Regions from separate parts of the Mus musculus genome. Here regions 1, 3 and 4 are each linked to region 2. A link is a contact called in public ChIA-PET and HiChIP or PLAC-seq data. All regions are on one chromosome and are shown on one strand. The core of a region is the stretch at or near the end of the contact, and the rest is flanking DNA. Distances in the headings are between cores, read along the strand shown.

Region 1 (3,123 bases), core at 134-2,633, 350 kb before region 2:
TCACCTCAGTTAAAAATGAAATAAAGGGGGCTGGAGAGATGGCTCAGCAGTTAAGAACACTGGCTGTTCTTCCAGAGGTCCGAGTTCAATTCCCAGCAACTACATGGTGGCTCACAACCATCTCTAATGGGATCTGATGCTCTCTTCTGGTGTTATCTGAAAACAGTTTCAGTATATTCACATAAAAAAAATTTTTTTTTAAAGAAAAAGAAAAAAAAAAAAAAGCTGGGGGGGTGGTGGCGCACCCCTTTAATCCTAGAACTTGGGAGGCAGAGGCAGGCGGATTTCTGAGTTCGAGGCCAGCCTGGTCTACAGAGTGAGTTCCAGGAAACCCTGTCTGGAAAAACCAAAACCAAAACCAAAACCAAAACCAAAACCAAAACCAAGGAAGGAAGGAAGGAAAAGAAAGAAAAGAAAAAGAAAAAAACCGGGCATGGTGGCGCACGCCTTTAATCCTAGAACTTGGGAGGCAGAGGCAGGCAGATTTCTGAGTTCGAGGCCAGCCTGATCTACAGAGTGAGTTCCAGGACTGCCAGGGCTACACAGAGAAACCCTGTTTCGAAAAACAAAAAACATAAAACAAAACAAAAGGGCCTGGAGAGATGGCTCTGGTTAAGACCATCTGCTGCTCTTTCAGAGGACTCGGGTTCAATTCTTAGCACCCACAAGGTAGCTCTCAACTGTCTATAACTCCAGTTCCAGGGGATTCAACACCCTTGCACAGACACATACACAAGAACACCACCAATGCACATAAAAAATAAAAATAAATAATTTTTTACAAATGAGACACAGCCAGGCATGGTGGCGCATACCTTCAATCCCAGCACCTGGGAGGCAGAGGCAGGTGGATCTCTATGAGTTTAAGGCCAGCCTGAAAGTGGGTTCCAGGATACCCAGGACTACACACTGAAACCTTGTCTTGAAAAACAATGAAAATAAACAAAAAAGAGAAATATATCTTATGTGCAAGGATCAACCTTGTTCTTGATCATCTGATCAAGATCAACCTTGACTAACAAATGACTCCAGCGCATGGACAAAACTCAGCCTTACTCAGTTACCAACAGAATAACCAGTCAGGCTCATTAAACACACAGTGTACAGTGCAGGTTAAATGCTGTCGCTGATAATTTGAAGATTTTGAGTTTACTATAGATGATAAACTCAAGCACTTCATAGCACTTAGTTCTTGCTGCAATCCCATGAGGTAAGTTTTAGTGAGAGCCCATGATCAGATGAAAACCCAAGGTACAGAGAGGCTAAGTAAGAAGTGCACCCTAAATCTCACAATAGGTAGTAGAGCCCAGATCCCACTGGGTGAGCAACGTGGCCATCAGATCCAAGGCATGCGCTCCACCCTTCTCTAAAACAATGGGAGCATTTCCCCAAAACTTTACTTCCATTTAAGGATTCCCTGAATGCAAGCTGAGTGAAAGGTACTGGAGCAGGTGTGAGAGAAATGGAAAACCCCTGAAATAAAAGCTGACAATCTGGTGATAAAATCTTTTTTAAACAAAAGCATCCACCCCAACCATTTCAACTACGGATCACATTCAGGGGGTAAGGTAACCACGATGTACCCAAAACAAGAAGCCGACAAAGGCAAACGAGGATAGAAAAGGGGAGGATGCACCCCACAGGGTACAGCAGCCCAGACTAAACAGTGCCTCAGGCTGCCCACTGGTAGCAGTAAGGACCACACCCTAGCCCTGCCCCTAAAGTGCTACGCTCTCTCTCTGTCTCTCTTGTTTTCTTATTTTTGAGATAGGATCTTGCTGTAACTTGGGAACCATGGATCTTACTAAGTAGTCCTGGATGGCACTAATTTGTGATTCTCAGCCTCTCAAATGCTGAGATTAAAGATGTAAACCACTATGCCTGGCTAAAATAATGCTTTACAAACCAGTATCTTGGGGTGGAGACATAGCTCAGTGCTTAAGAGCACTTCTTGTCCTTGAGGAGGACCAAGTTTCAGTTCCCAGCACTTGTATGGCAGCTCATAACTGTAACTCAAGTTCTAGGACATCCCCTTCTCTCTGTCTGTCTGTCTGTCTGTCTGTCTGTCTGTCTGTCTGTCTGTGTACATACATATGTATGCATGTACATATTTTTCCTTCTGGCTTTTTGAAACAGAACAGTGAAACCTCTCAGCTAGACTCTATGAGTAAAGAAGACCAATGGCAGTTTTAAGTATATCAATCACCTCAACAGCTAAGAAATAGGTGGTACACAATGGAGTACTACTCAGCTATTAAAAAGAATGAATTGCCGGGCGTGGTGGCGCACGCCTTTAATCCCAGCACTCGGGAGGCAGAGGCAGGTGGATTTCTGAGTTCGAGGCCAGCCTGGTCTACAAAGTGAGTTCCAGGACAGCCAGGGCTATACAGAGAAACCCTGTCTCAAAAAACAAAAAAACAAAAAAATAAAAAAATAAAAAGAATGAATTTATGAAATTCCTAGGCAAATGGTTGGACCTGGAGGGCATTATCCTGAGTGAGGTAACCCAATCACAAAAGAACTCAAATGATATGTACTCACTGATAAGTGGATATTAGCCCAGAAACTTAGAATACCCAAGATATAGTGTGGTGGTTTGAATATGCTTGGCCCAAGGACTGGCATTGTTAGATGTGGCCTTGTTGGACTCGGTGTGGGCTTTACTACCCTTGTCCTAGCTTCCTGGAAGTCAGTCTTCCATGAGGAGCCTTCAGATGAAGGTGTAGAACTCTCAGCTCCTCCTGCACCATGCCTGCCTGGATGCTGCCATGTCCCTGCCTTGATGATAATGGACTGAACCTCTCAACTTGTAAGCCAGCCCCAATTAAATGTTGTCTTTTCTAAGACTTGCATTGGTCAGGGTGTCTGTTCACAGCAGTAAAACCCTAACTAAGACAGTTAGATCGAACACTAATTTAATGACATAAAAAATGAACACAGCTACAATAAATTCACATAATTTCCAAAAGTGTTACAATGTTAATTCAAAATTCTCCAGTACAGTAATACCTCACAAAACAAAGGCAGGCATGGTATTCAGAATGAAAGCTATTCTAAACTTACCTATAGAGATACATGAAGAAACAGAGCAGGTAGAAACCAAGCTTGATCATGGCTTCTTTC
Region 2 (3,472 bases), core at 384-2,883:
CAGACAAGGTCCTTCCATCCCTTAGAAACATCTGCTTAAAGCCAGGAAGAATGTATGAGGAAACCTAGCATACATAGATAGTACTATCTATGACAAGCTAACATTTCTTGAAGATATGACTGATTCAATTGATATGTAACAGCCTTCTTGGATAAATCCAGCAACAAATATTTTAGTTTCCTGAAAACAAAACACAAACAAGCAAGAGGGGAAAAAATGCTTCTTGGCTCAAATTATAGGAATTTTTCACTGGCAGCTCTGTGGAGGGTTTTTTGCATATGTGCATTTAGGGTAGTATCGCAGATTGCATGTGTTCATCAACACTTAACACTCATTAAATAATAATGAAACAGGAGGCCTGGGTTGTTGTTTTTTTTCCCTCTAGGGTCTGTTCCTCAGTTCAGTGACCTTGGCCAAATCCATTTCTTCTCTCATATCTGATTTCCACATATCTGTTTCAGGATAATGTTCATGATAAGACTGCTTTGAGAGGTCTTCAGATTACATGTATGCTACTGTCCTTCATCAGTACCCTACGGGACCTTTGTGACTCTTCTACCGAAAGCCTTCACCCAGAGTTGTGTAGCCTGGTCAATACCACCTGGGGACGGTTCAGATGTTTGTGGGTCACTTAATGAGAACTTGAGCTATGCAGTCTGTTGCCCAAGCTACTGGGCAGAAGGAAAGCGGGAAACAGCTTTTCCTTCTACCTGCCGTTTCAGCCTCCTGTGTCTGACATTAGACTCTTATGTCACGAGATTTCTGCAGCGCTCCTCCAAACAGCGAAGGGGTGGAAAGGCCTACTCTGCCTTAGACTGCTACAGCTGTGTTGCACATTGTCTCAGAGGCTTACAAAATAACAGCCATCTTGCACCAAGAACCGCGGCCTAGGAAGAGGGCGAGCCCTGTCCCTCGGCCCCGGTGCCACCACCTGCGACGCGCTGACAGTCTCCGCACTGCCCCGCAGGCTGCCCCTCCTCTCCCGGGGCTAGAGTCTGCGACCGACTTGTCCTCAGGCGACTTGGCCCGAGCCTCCGGACCGGCCCGCGCTCGGCGGGGAGCGAAGGCGGGAAGAGGCCCGCGGGTCCCCCGCCCCTGGCGCGCCGCGCGGTCCGAAAGTGGGCGCGGGACTGGGGCTTCCACTTTGCCAGCTAGCTTCCCGCTTGGGCGCGTTTTCAACTGGGGCGCGGCGACCGTACGGTCCCGGCCTTCTCCCCGCCCCCACACGGGCCGGGAACCTCGGGGGCGCGCGCGGGGGCGATGCCCCTCCCCCCGCAGGCCGGGCGCTGGTCCGCAGCCCGCGCCGCCCTCCCCGCCCCCACACCCCCCGCTGTGCACCCCAAAGCTGGGCTTCGGGGGCTCACTTAACGCCTGCGTCCGACGGGGAGGGAGTGTGGGCCGGGGACGGACTAGGGCAGACGGCCCCTCGGCGGGCCCCTCGGCGTGTCTTTTGTGTTTGTACACACCGCGAGAGGCGGCGGGAGGAATGGGCGGGCGGCGCGCGGGGGAGGAGCGAGCGCGCGCCAGCGAACGAGCGCGCGGGGGGAGGGGAGGGGCGGGGCGCGCGGGGGCCCTGGGCGGGGCCGAGCCTTCCCTCCATTGTGTGTGATTGGCTGGAGCGCGGCGCGGGGCGGGGCGGCGTGTGTAGGGGAAAGCCTCGGTGTCAGCCATCTTTCAATTGTGTTCGCAGCCTTCGCCGCGCCGCTGCCGCTCTCCAACGCCAGCGCCGCCTCTCGCTTGCCGAGCTCCAGCCGAAGGAGAAGGGGGGTAAGTTTCTCCGTTTGCCCGCCTTCCCGGAGCCGGGCTCCGCTCGCCGTCGGCCTCGTAGGGGCCCACGGAGGCACCCACAGTCCCCCCGGGCTCGACCCGCAAACTTTTTGGCGCAGAAATGGAGATGGGGAGCGAGTTTGCCTTCCGCGGGCGGTGGCGGCGGCGGCTCCCCGGTCTCTCCGTCTCAGCCCAGCAGTGGCACCGCCGCGGCGTCGAGCCTGTCTCCCTCCGGCGCCGCGGGCTCCTCTTTCTTCGGTGAAATCCCTCCCGCTGCCCCTTCCCGGGACCCCAGACCTTCACCATGTCCCGCGCGAGCCTCTTAACTGCCGCCTCCGGGTCCCAGGCCCCAGTTTTTCGGGCGCAAAGGGGGTAAAATCGCCGCCGCTTTCCACCCCGGGCTAACTCGCTTTTTGCTGCCTCTCCACAGTTGTGCCTGAGCTTCACCATCTTGTCTCTCTTCTCTGGTCACCGACCATATTTTTTTTCCCCCCGTTTCTCTCTTCCCCATTTTAAAATGGAAGGAAAAAATTTTAAGAACATTTTTTTGCCTTTTTTGGAGAAAAAGAAACGATGCTTATGAAATGCAGAAAACAAAAAAAAAGAACTTTTGCATTTTTGGAGAGCGGCACGTGGCAGGGGATGGGGTATTTTCGAACGATTTGCTGTTTGTCTCTCTGGAAGGGAATCGGATACGTTTCCAATTGTTTCCATTTTGTGCTAGTCTTCGGGAGCCGAGTCGCTCGTTGCCAGCGCGGGGTGCGGGGACCGAGACGGGCAGGTCCGGTACCCCGAACCTAGGGACCCAGGGGAGGCAGAACCAAAAGTTTATGTGGTGCTGGGTGGGCCGGGCGGCCGGTGTCGAGCGCTAATTAAGCCTGGGTGCGGGGCAGTCGGCTTCCATAGCGAAGCCCGGGAGGGGGACGGGCTTTGTGGAATGCTCACTGGCGATGGCTGTTGTTCTTGCATTTCGAGACGCCTTTTTGTCAACATAACTATAAAGAAACAAACCTCAAGAATGTTTTTAGATATTTACAGCAACCCAACTGCCAGGCGCGAGAGGGGGGCAGCAAACCGAGCGGGGGGGGGGCGCTGAAACCTTTTTCTTTCTTTTTTTTCTTTTTCTTTTTTTTTTTTTTGGCTGTAATTTGACTCGACCTTTCTGTGTTTGTGGCTTCGTTCATTTGACTTGTTTGTGATCGAATGTTTGCAGACGTTTCTAATTTCTACTTTAATTAAATGAATTGGATCGAAAGCCATGGTGGGGGGCGTCTCTCTGGTTTTGGCTGTTTTATCGCTCGGAAATAGCTTTATAAAGTATAAATGCTGACAATTTTCTAGTTTGTTTTAAATCATGTTTGGGCGATAGATGTAATCCGCGCCCTTCCAAACTAATTATATAACAGTCCCCCCCCCTCCCCCATACTGATTAATTTCCAGATTTGGGGGGGGGGGGTTCTGGCAGGAATACTGTTATGTTTTAGTTGAATCCGATATTTTTTGTTTTTTAAACACTGATAGGTAAGTAAGGAGGTGTCCTTACCATGGCTCGTACAAAGCAGACTGCCCGCAAATCCACCGGTGGTAAAGCACCCAGGAAACAACTGGCTACAAAAGCCGCTCGCAAGAGTGCGCCCTCTACTGGAGGGGTGAAGAAACCTCATCGTTACAGGTATTTCTAAAACGTCGAGCAGTGGGATAGTGT
Region 3 (3,247 bases), core at 599-3,098, 480 kb after region 2:
AGTACACAGCCATAGTACAGGGTCCGCCCGCCGCCGCGGCTCTCCGTCCCGCTCCACCGCCGGCGCCTCCTCCTCCCGCGGCTCTCGGCTTAGTCCCGGAGGCCCGGCGGCCGTAGCTCTGCGCGCTGATGGAGCAGCATGGCCTAGGCGGCGGGCACAGGGCAAAATCGCGGGCTCGGCCCCCGCCCCAAGCTCCATAAACGATTTCGCGGCTGTGGAGACACAAGGAGAAAAGTCAGAATTCCCGAAGGCATCAAGGGGGTGGGGTGGAGAGAGCCCACCCGCAGAAAGCAGAGAGCAAAGGGAGCCCCGGGACCCCAATCTGCTGGGGACGGGGTGCCCCTGGATGTCTAGCCTACAGGAGTTGTGATGCTCAGTGAGGAGGCAAGCCGGGCCGCCTCGATATGGCCTCTATTGGTATTTTCCGGCGGTGGTCCACCTCCCCCAGCTTGTGATACACTCCAAGAACACCTAGAATCCCAAATTCTGAAATTAGTCTCGGTAGCCACGCGGATGGCCGAGGGAGGAGGTGCAACTCGCTGGTTCCCTCCTCGAGACTGGCCAGGTTTCCTTGGCCAGAGCAAACACCGGCTATCGAGGATGACAGGCAACCCTGCTCCACCCTCTCAGGACATCAGAGGCCAAGTCACAGGGAACCTGACCCGGACCTGCCTTCCCCAAACCGCTGCTGGAGCCGAGACCTGGAAGGGGACTTGTGTGCCCACCGTTTTCTTTCTGATCCTGGTCTGGGGCTATGCCTCTCGGCCTATGAAAGGCCGGGAAGAGCGCGGGGGTGGGTGGGGGTGGGGCAGTCCAGGCACTTTTCAGCACTAGCCTTGATGTCTGTCTGTCTCCAAACAAGTGTGTTTTGTGAATGTGGGCACGCGTGCGCGCCAGGGAGCAAACTCTGCAGTATCCAGCACTGGAATCAATCCTGGTGGCTCCCTACTGTCCCCTCAGACCCTGCAGCGAGTGTGTGTGTGTGTGTGTGTGTGTGTGTGTGTGTGTGTGTGTTTGGGAGAGGGGATGCATGTCCGCAGCTACTCAGCCCTGCGCGCATCCTGTTAGCGAGGACCCAGCTGCCCCCTCCGGGACCCACACCCCTCGGAGGAACTCTGGGCTTGCTTGCACAGTTGCAGCCCGGAGGCCTTCTAATTGTGCAGGCCTGAGAATTTGCAGCCCTTCGGGGTCCCGCAAGCTAAGCCCCGGAGCAGCGCGGCCGGCCGAGGGCAGGGCCTCGCGCATCCCGGGCAGCCTCGCCTGGCGCCAGGGGAGCCGCCGGGCAAGCCGAGCCCCAGACGCCCGCAGCGCGCCGGGGAGGTGGTGGCGGCGCAGCGGCCCGGAAGGCGATGGGAAAGTCGAATCGCCTCCTCTGCCCCCAAGGCCACGCCACGCTACCGTCCCAAATCAGCCTCCCTTCTCCGTCGTTCTAGCCCTCACCTCCGTGCTGTGCTCGGACCCCGGAACACCCAGAGGAACCCCAGCACAGATGGAGCGGAAAGAGGGTTCAGAGACGAGGGCCAGGAAGGAGCCGCCACGCTTACCTGCAATTGCTCAGACTTCCAGGTCCCGTGCAGGCGACATGCCCCGGGGACTCCGGGCTCGTACAGACCAAGTGGCTTAAAGTTTTTTTAAAAAAATAAAAAAGCTCCCAAAGGGTTTCCGCAACAACTTATGGAAGACGGAAAAAGTGGGGTGCAACGAAGCTGAATGTACCGGCGCAGGGACTAGGCGATCCCGGAGGGGACACCGCCAGGCCGACCCTGCGTTGCTCTGTGCTTGGTTGGAGACACTACCGCTGTCAGCGTCTGCTCCCTGCTACTTCAGTGTTTGTTCAATGTAAGATTTAAAAAAAAAAAAAAAAGTTGGGGGTTGAGGGAGGAGGCAGAGAGGCGGGGGCTTGGGGGAGGAAAGCAGGAAGGAAGTTGTGAGCCTGTCTGGGGTTGAACTCAGCGGAACAAGTTTTTCTTTTCTTCTTTTTTTTTTTTTTTTCTATTGCTTGGCAAACCGAGGGAGGGAAACACTTAAAAAAAAAGTTTCCATTGTTAGCTAACAAAAAAAAAAAAAAAAAAAAAAAAGACTTTAACTTCTGCGGGTTAAAGATATACGATTTATTTTCCATCCCTCGACCAAGGTTTGCTGGTGTCTAGTTTTATGAAGCTACGTTTGAAAACTGTTTTTAATAAAATTTTGAGTGTGCTAAACAAAGCTGCTGGGGGGGGGATTTTTCTAGCATCGAAAGAGGGGTAATATTCTGCCTAAGCAGAGGGTGTACTTGTACTACAATAGGCAACTTTTTACAAGGTATATTGCATATATTGCAGGGCATTTCCTTGCACAGTTTTAGGTTTTAATGCACCATGGTAGAATTTTGGAAGACTGGTTGGACTGTGAGCTGCTGAGTGTCTTGTAGGCTAGATGTGTGAAGGAGCTCTGCATTAAGCAGTTATCTATAAACGCACACAGAGGCTGTGCTGTTCGCGTATTTTTGCACTCAACTCTCAAAAAGTTATTTTAAGAAAAAGCATAGTCCTGGGGCTGAGGCCCGATCAATGTCTTCAACCACTTGCTCAGTCTCCTGTGAATTTACTCCTGCGTTTTCAAGGGTTCTACTCTACCCTCAAATAAAGGGGGGGGGGCACCAGGCAACACTGGAGGGCGGGGGACACTCCCTGCCCCCATACACACACACTTAAGCCCCACCCGGCACTGCAAGCCTGTTTTGCATAATTCCCTAAATCTTAAACTCTAGCGTTTAGTGGAAACAGGGAACACAGCTGCGAGGTTTAGGAGATTTAAGAATCCTAAGCTTGTATCCGCCCATATATCCTGATTAGCCAAACCTCGGATGGAAAACCTGACCGCCTGTAGCAAGCAGACAGCTTACTTGTTTATGTAACAATACCGTTGAAGTGAGCAAAGCAACCTGCAGCTTGGTCAGGAAAAGACTCAAGCAAATTTGAAACCAAGAGCCCTTCCAGCCAAGAATTCCTGGAATCGGACAAGTCCTTTCTGGTTTTGTTTTGTTTTGTTTTTGTTTTATTTTTTATTTTTTTTAACATACCCTGGAAGGCTTGAATCTGGTTTCCCTCTCACCCTCAATGGGGCTGAATAAAGATGCCTGTCCTGTGTGTGTTCTAGTATTACCGTGAGACAAAGAAGCCACCTCTATCTAGACTCCCTCCTTTGGTCCCTAGTGGCAAGAAGAGGAGTTACTCAAGCTATGAAGTCTAATCTGAGAGGTGAT
Region 4 (3,548 bases), core at 111-2,610, 380 kb after region 2:
TGGTGTGGGGGAGGGGCAGAGACCTCTTCCTGACGCTTTTCTGCGACTCTGGCAGGATTTTTATTTCTGAACGAGTACACTGCCTGCCCCAGCCCAGGAGCCAGCAAGGAGTAGAGGAGGGGGCAAGTTTTAAGCAGAGACAAATGACGTTGGGGCTTGTGAGAATCCCGCGATTTCCTGTGGAGTAGTCGCGGGCTCTTCCCGGGCTGGCTCCCTTGCACCCGGGAGCTCTTTTGTTTTGGAAGATGCTGGCAGCATCACTGTATTAAGAGCAGGCCGCGTTGTGTTGTGGATTACTGTTTTGGTGTTGCCGTTGGCTTTTGTCTGTTAAATTAACTGCTGTACATTTTCTTGTTCTCTGACGACATCGGGGGCTTACTTTTCTCACTCCTTCTCACAGGGACCCCATATGCCCAAGTCCAAGCACAGGTGGGGGGTGGAGGGCGGGTGGGGGGTGGAGGGCGGGCGGGTGGGGGCCCGGGGGTACGGAGGCATTGCCAGCCCATTCTAAAGATTACAAGTGTTCTTGGAGACTGCTCGGACTATCTCAGCCCTTGGAAAGATTCTAGACTTTCCTGGCTTAAACTGAAGCATGGGGCCCAGGTTTGACTTTTGCTTAATTTTCTCAGTGTCCCCAGGCTTGAGTCCCCACCCTTGTTTTGGGGTCCACAGAGCCCCGCAGGGGTAGTGCAGGGCTCCCGCTTCTCCTCCAGCCTTCTGCCAGCTTTGAAGACCTTCCTTCCAGCAATGCTACTGTACACGTGGTGAGGAACGCCACCCGCAACAAAGCTCGTGTACATATCTCCGTGTACATACGGAGTGTACATACATACATACATAATACAGTGTACATACATATAGTGCCCCGTGTTATAAAGATAACAGAGCATGGCATTTCTTTGGCATTCCAATTTTTTTTAACCCTTGGAAATATGGTTTTGGCAATCTTTTATTCTTCTTTTTCCTCTTTTCTATTTAATAAACATCCATGTGACCTTCCTGGTAGCTTCTTGAATTCCTGTGTCTTCCATTTCTGTAATCAGATCTCCAGCTGCCCTGAATGCTTTCGTCTCTCTCTCTCTCTCTCTCTCTCTCTCTCTCTCTCTCCCTACAACCTCACCTGCTGGTCTTTCCATTTGGATGGCCATCTTCCCCTTTCCTTGGGGACCAATCCAACATTTTCTCCGCTCACTGGGTCCCCTGTAGCCAAGGATGTAGACTCTGAACGAAGCACCAGGCCCCGAGGGTGCACAGTGCCCGTTTCCTTCCTGGGAGGTTGGACTGGCTGGCAAAGGAAATGTGTGTGAGATAGATGTTGAAATGATGCTAACCACAAATGAGCACGGGGTATGAGTAGTCAGAACTTAGAGCTGACGGTTGCCACCACGAGGGGATCTTCTGAAATGCAGCGGGGGTGGCAAGGTGCAGTCTACAGCCCAGCCAACATCTTTATTAGCTGATGCGCGGAGACCTGGGGAACCTAACAAATTTACCGATGAAGGGAAAGAAATAGATTACAGATAAACACAGGAGAACGCACAAAACTGTTGTAAAATTTGATAAAATAGACTTCGAACAAAACAACAATCCATCGGGGGAACATTATGATTCTAAATGTATGTGCCCTGAATACAGGTACACACAATCTCATAAAACGCATGCTATTTAGATGGAAAGTCACAGATTAACCTTAGCATGATAGTACTGGGTGACTTCAGTACCACACTCTTACCAATAGGTCATCCCCTCACCACAAAATATACAGAAACATTCAAATTAAATGACATTGTACACCACATGGTCTTAACAGACATCTATAGAGCACTTCATTCAAATGCTGTATAGTACTTACTCGTCTCAGCAGCCCATGGGACATCCTCTCGTACAAGGATACAACATTAAAATAATTTCCATATCCTGGATGAGTACAAGACTGTAAGGCTACAAATCAACAGCCAGAGAAACGCCAGAACACATACCAATTCGTGACGAATCTAGAAAGTTCTGGATAGGCAGAAAAAAAAATCTAACAAGATGGAACCCTTGTGGGTTATGGAAAGATCAGTGCCTGGGGGATAATTAGCCTCTGGGCTTCCCTGTACCCATGGAATATTCTAGAGCAGTGGCTCTCATATGGTGCCTCATGTTAGGGTGACTCTCAACCATAAAATTAATTTCATTGCTGGTTACTTCATAACTGTAATTTTGCTACTGTTATAAATAGTAATATAGGGCTGGTGAGATGGCTCAGCAGGTAAGAGCACCTGACTGCTCTTCCAAAGGTCCTGAGTTCAAATCCCAGCAACCACATGGTGGCTCACAACCATCCGTAATGAGATCTGACTCCCTCTTCTGGTGTGTCTACAGTGTACTTACATATAATAAATAAATACATCTTATAAAAAAAGGTTTTAAAAAAATAAATAGTAATATAAATATCTGATTTTTTTCTGGTGGTTTTAGGTGACCCCTGTGAAAGGGTCACTTGGCCCCCCCAAAGGGGTTGAGACCCACAGGTTGAAAATCACTCTCCTAGGGCATCTCAGGGTTCATGAGCATCAGGTGGGTAGAAAGAATACATCATCTCCTGTCATTGGTTCAGGAGCAGCTGGCTGAAAGACAGAGAGAGATGTGCCTGCAATTTTATCACCAGTGCTGGGGTGATCAGGGACCAGCACTTAGCTCCTCATATGCCAAGGGAAACGTCCAGCCTCTTCCTGTCTATCAGAACAACCCACAGCTCGTGTTAGCTTTCCCATAGCTGGGGGACTAGACCGTCTAATATAACTCAAAGGAAGAAGGATTTGTTTTTCAAATCGTTTCAGGGATTCTAATCTATGTTGGGGACCAGTGGTGAGAGTATTGTAAAGCAGAGAATTTCACATCATAGCAAGAAGGAAGAAGAACAGAGCAGCAATCAGGAGGGGCTGGGGCAAGACTACACCCCTAAGAGCACACACCCAGCGTGGAGGACAGAAGGGAGGACGGAGGACTCCACCTATCATCTATATACGTGCCTGGGGCCAGGTGTGCCCTCTCCTGTGCCTAGCCTTACACGCCCACAGCTTGGCCTTCCCTGTTATATAGAGAGGGAAATGAGAATGTGAGAACGGCCACACTGTGTGTTCTTCACAGTGCTGCTGAGCCAGCCAAGGTGATGGTGAGCCTGCTAGAACCTCAGCTGGGGCCACAGCCCAGCAAGCACTAGAGCTGAGCTGTCTCCAGCTATGGTGGTGTGACCCAGACCTGTAGACCTGGCTCATGGTGGTCATCTGTTCCCTAATGTGAAGCCAATGCAGGCGCTTGAAGTTACGGAATAAGAAACTGCCTGGGCGTGGCTGGAGAGATAGCTGGCTCTTGCAGTGATTATGCACGGCTGTGATCTAAGCTTACAGTACTCTTCCCCCCCCCCCCCAGAGTCATGCACGTGTTTACTTATGTTGTAGTAATAAGTGCTGAAAACAGGAAATAGGTTGGAAGTAACCTTATAAAACAGACATTTGCCATACATGGTAAAAGCAACATACAAATATTGTTTTCTGGGCCAA

Evidence for each region. ChIA-PET counts read pairs in DNA pulled down with a chosen protein or histone mark. HiChIP or PLAC-seq counts read pairs in DNA pulled down with a chosen protein or histone mark.
Region 1: a contact with region 2 is called in an H3K27ac HiChIP or PLAC-seq map of embryonic stem cells, with 3 times the contacts expected there. The contact joins the enhancer-like site here to the promoter of H3f3a in region 2. A contact is called at or near these places in 3 of 39 promoter capture datasets (the C10 cell line, erythroid cells and pre-B cells), 1 of 484 Hi-C or Micro-C datasets (embryonic stem cells), 2 of 115 datasets of contacts at active chromatin or transcription factors (effector CD8 T cells and embryonic stem cells) and 1 of 9 other capture datasets (pancreatic islet).
Region 3: a contact with region 2 is called in an RNA polymerase II ChIA-PET map of memory CD8 T cells, with 416 read pairs. The contact joins the promoter of Itpkb here to the promoter of H3f3a in region 2. A contact is called at or near these places in 4 of 115 datasets of contacts at active chromatin or transcription factors (bone marrow-derived macrophages, double positive thymocytes, effector CD8 T cells and 1 more).
Region 4: a contact with region 2 is called in an H3K27ac HiChIP or PLAC-seq map of the HPC-7 cell line, with 11 times the contacts expected there. The contact joins the enhancer-like site here to the promoter of H3f3a in region 2. A contact is called at or near these places in 8 of 39 promoter capture datasets (the 3T3-L1 cell line, 3T3-L1-derived adipocytes, the HPC-7 cell line and 4 more), 4 of 115 datasets of contacts at active chromatin or transcription factors (the HPC-7 cell line, embryonic stem cells, extraembryonic endoderm stem cells and 1 more) and 1 of 9 other capture datasets (embryonic stem cells).

What each region holds. Positions count from the first base shown.
Region 1 is chr1:181,162,156-181,165,278 of GRCm38.p6, reverse strand. Cnih4 (cornichon family AMPA receptor auxiliary protein 4) reads right to left here. Exons shown (of 5, transcript NM_030131.3): 4 at 3,064-3,123. Among named protein-coding and RNA genes, the nearest start is that of Cnih4, 13 kb to the right of the region's middle. Within about 2 kb of position 1,383, at least 5 of the 459 cell types and tissues checked have an H3K27ac peak or open chromatin away from gene starts, as enhancers often do. A contact at or near this core is called in embryonic stem cells, where this site is marked.
Region 2 is chr1:180,811,766-180,815,237 of GRCm38.p6, reverse strand. H3f3a (H3.3 histone A) reads left to right here and starts at 1,633. Exons shown (of 4, transcript NM_008210.5): 1 at 1,633-1,767; 2 at 3,289-3,439. The coding sequence starts at 3,312.
Region 3 is chr1:180,329,077-180,332,323 of GRCm38.p6, reverse strand. Itpkb (inositol 1,4,5-trisphosphate 3-kinase B) reads right to left here and starts at 1,848. Exons shown (of 8, transcript NM_001081175.1): 1 at 1,545-1,848; 2 at 1-212. The coding sequence starts at 13. It also overlaps the pseudogene Gm5069.
Region 4 is chr1:180,429,838-180,433,385 of GRCm38.p6, reverse strand. It overlaps Stum (mechanosensory transduction mediator), which reads left to right. Exons shown (of 4, transcript NM_001081227.2): 4 at 1-1,013. Among named protein-coding and RNA genes, the nearest start is that of Gm39712, 23 kb to the right of the region's middle. Within about 2 kb of position 1,360, at least 122 of the 459 cell types and tissues checked have an H3K27ac peak or open chromatin away from gene starts, as enhancers often do. A contact at or near this core is called in the HPC-7 cell line and pre-B cells, where this site is marked.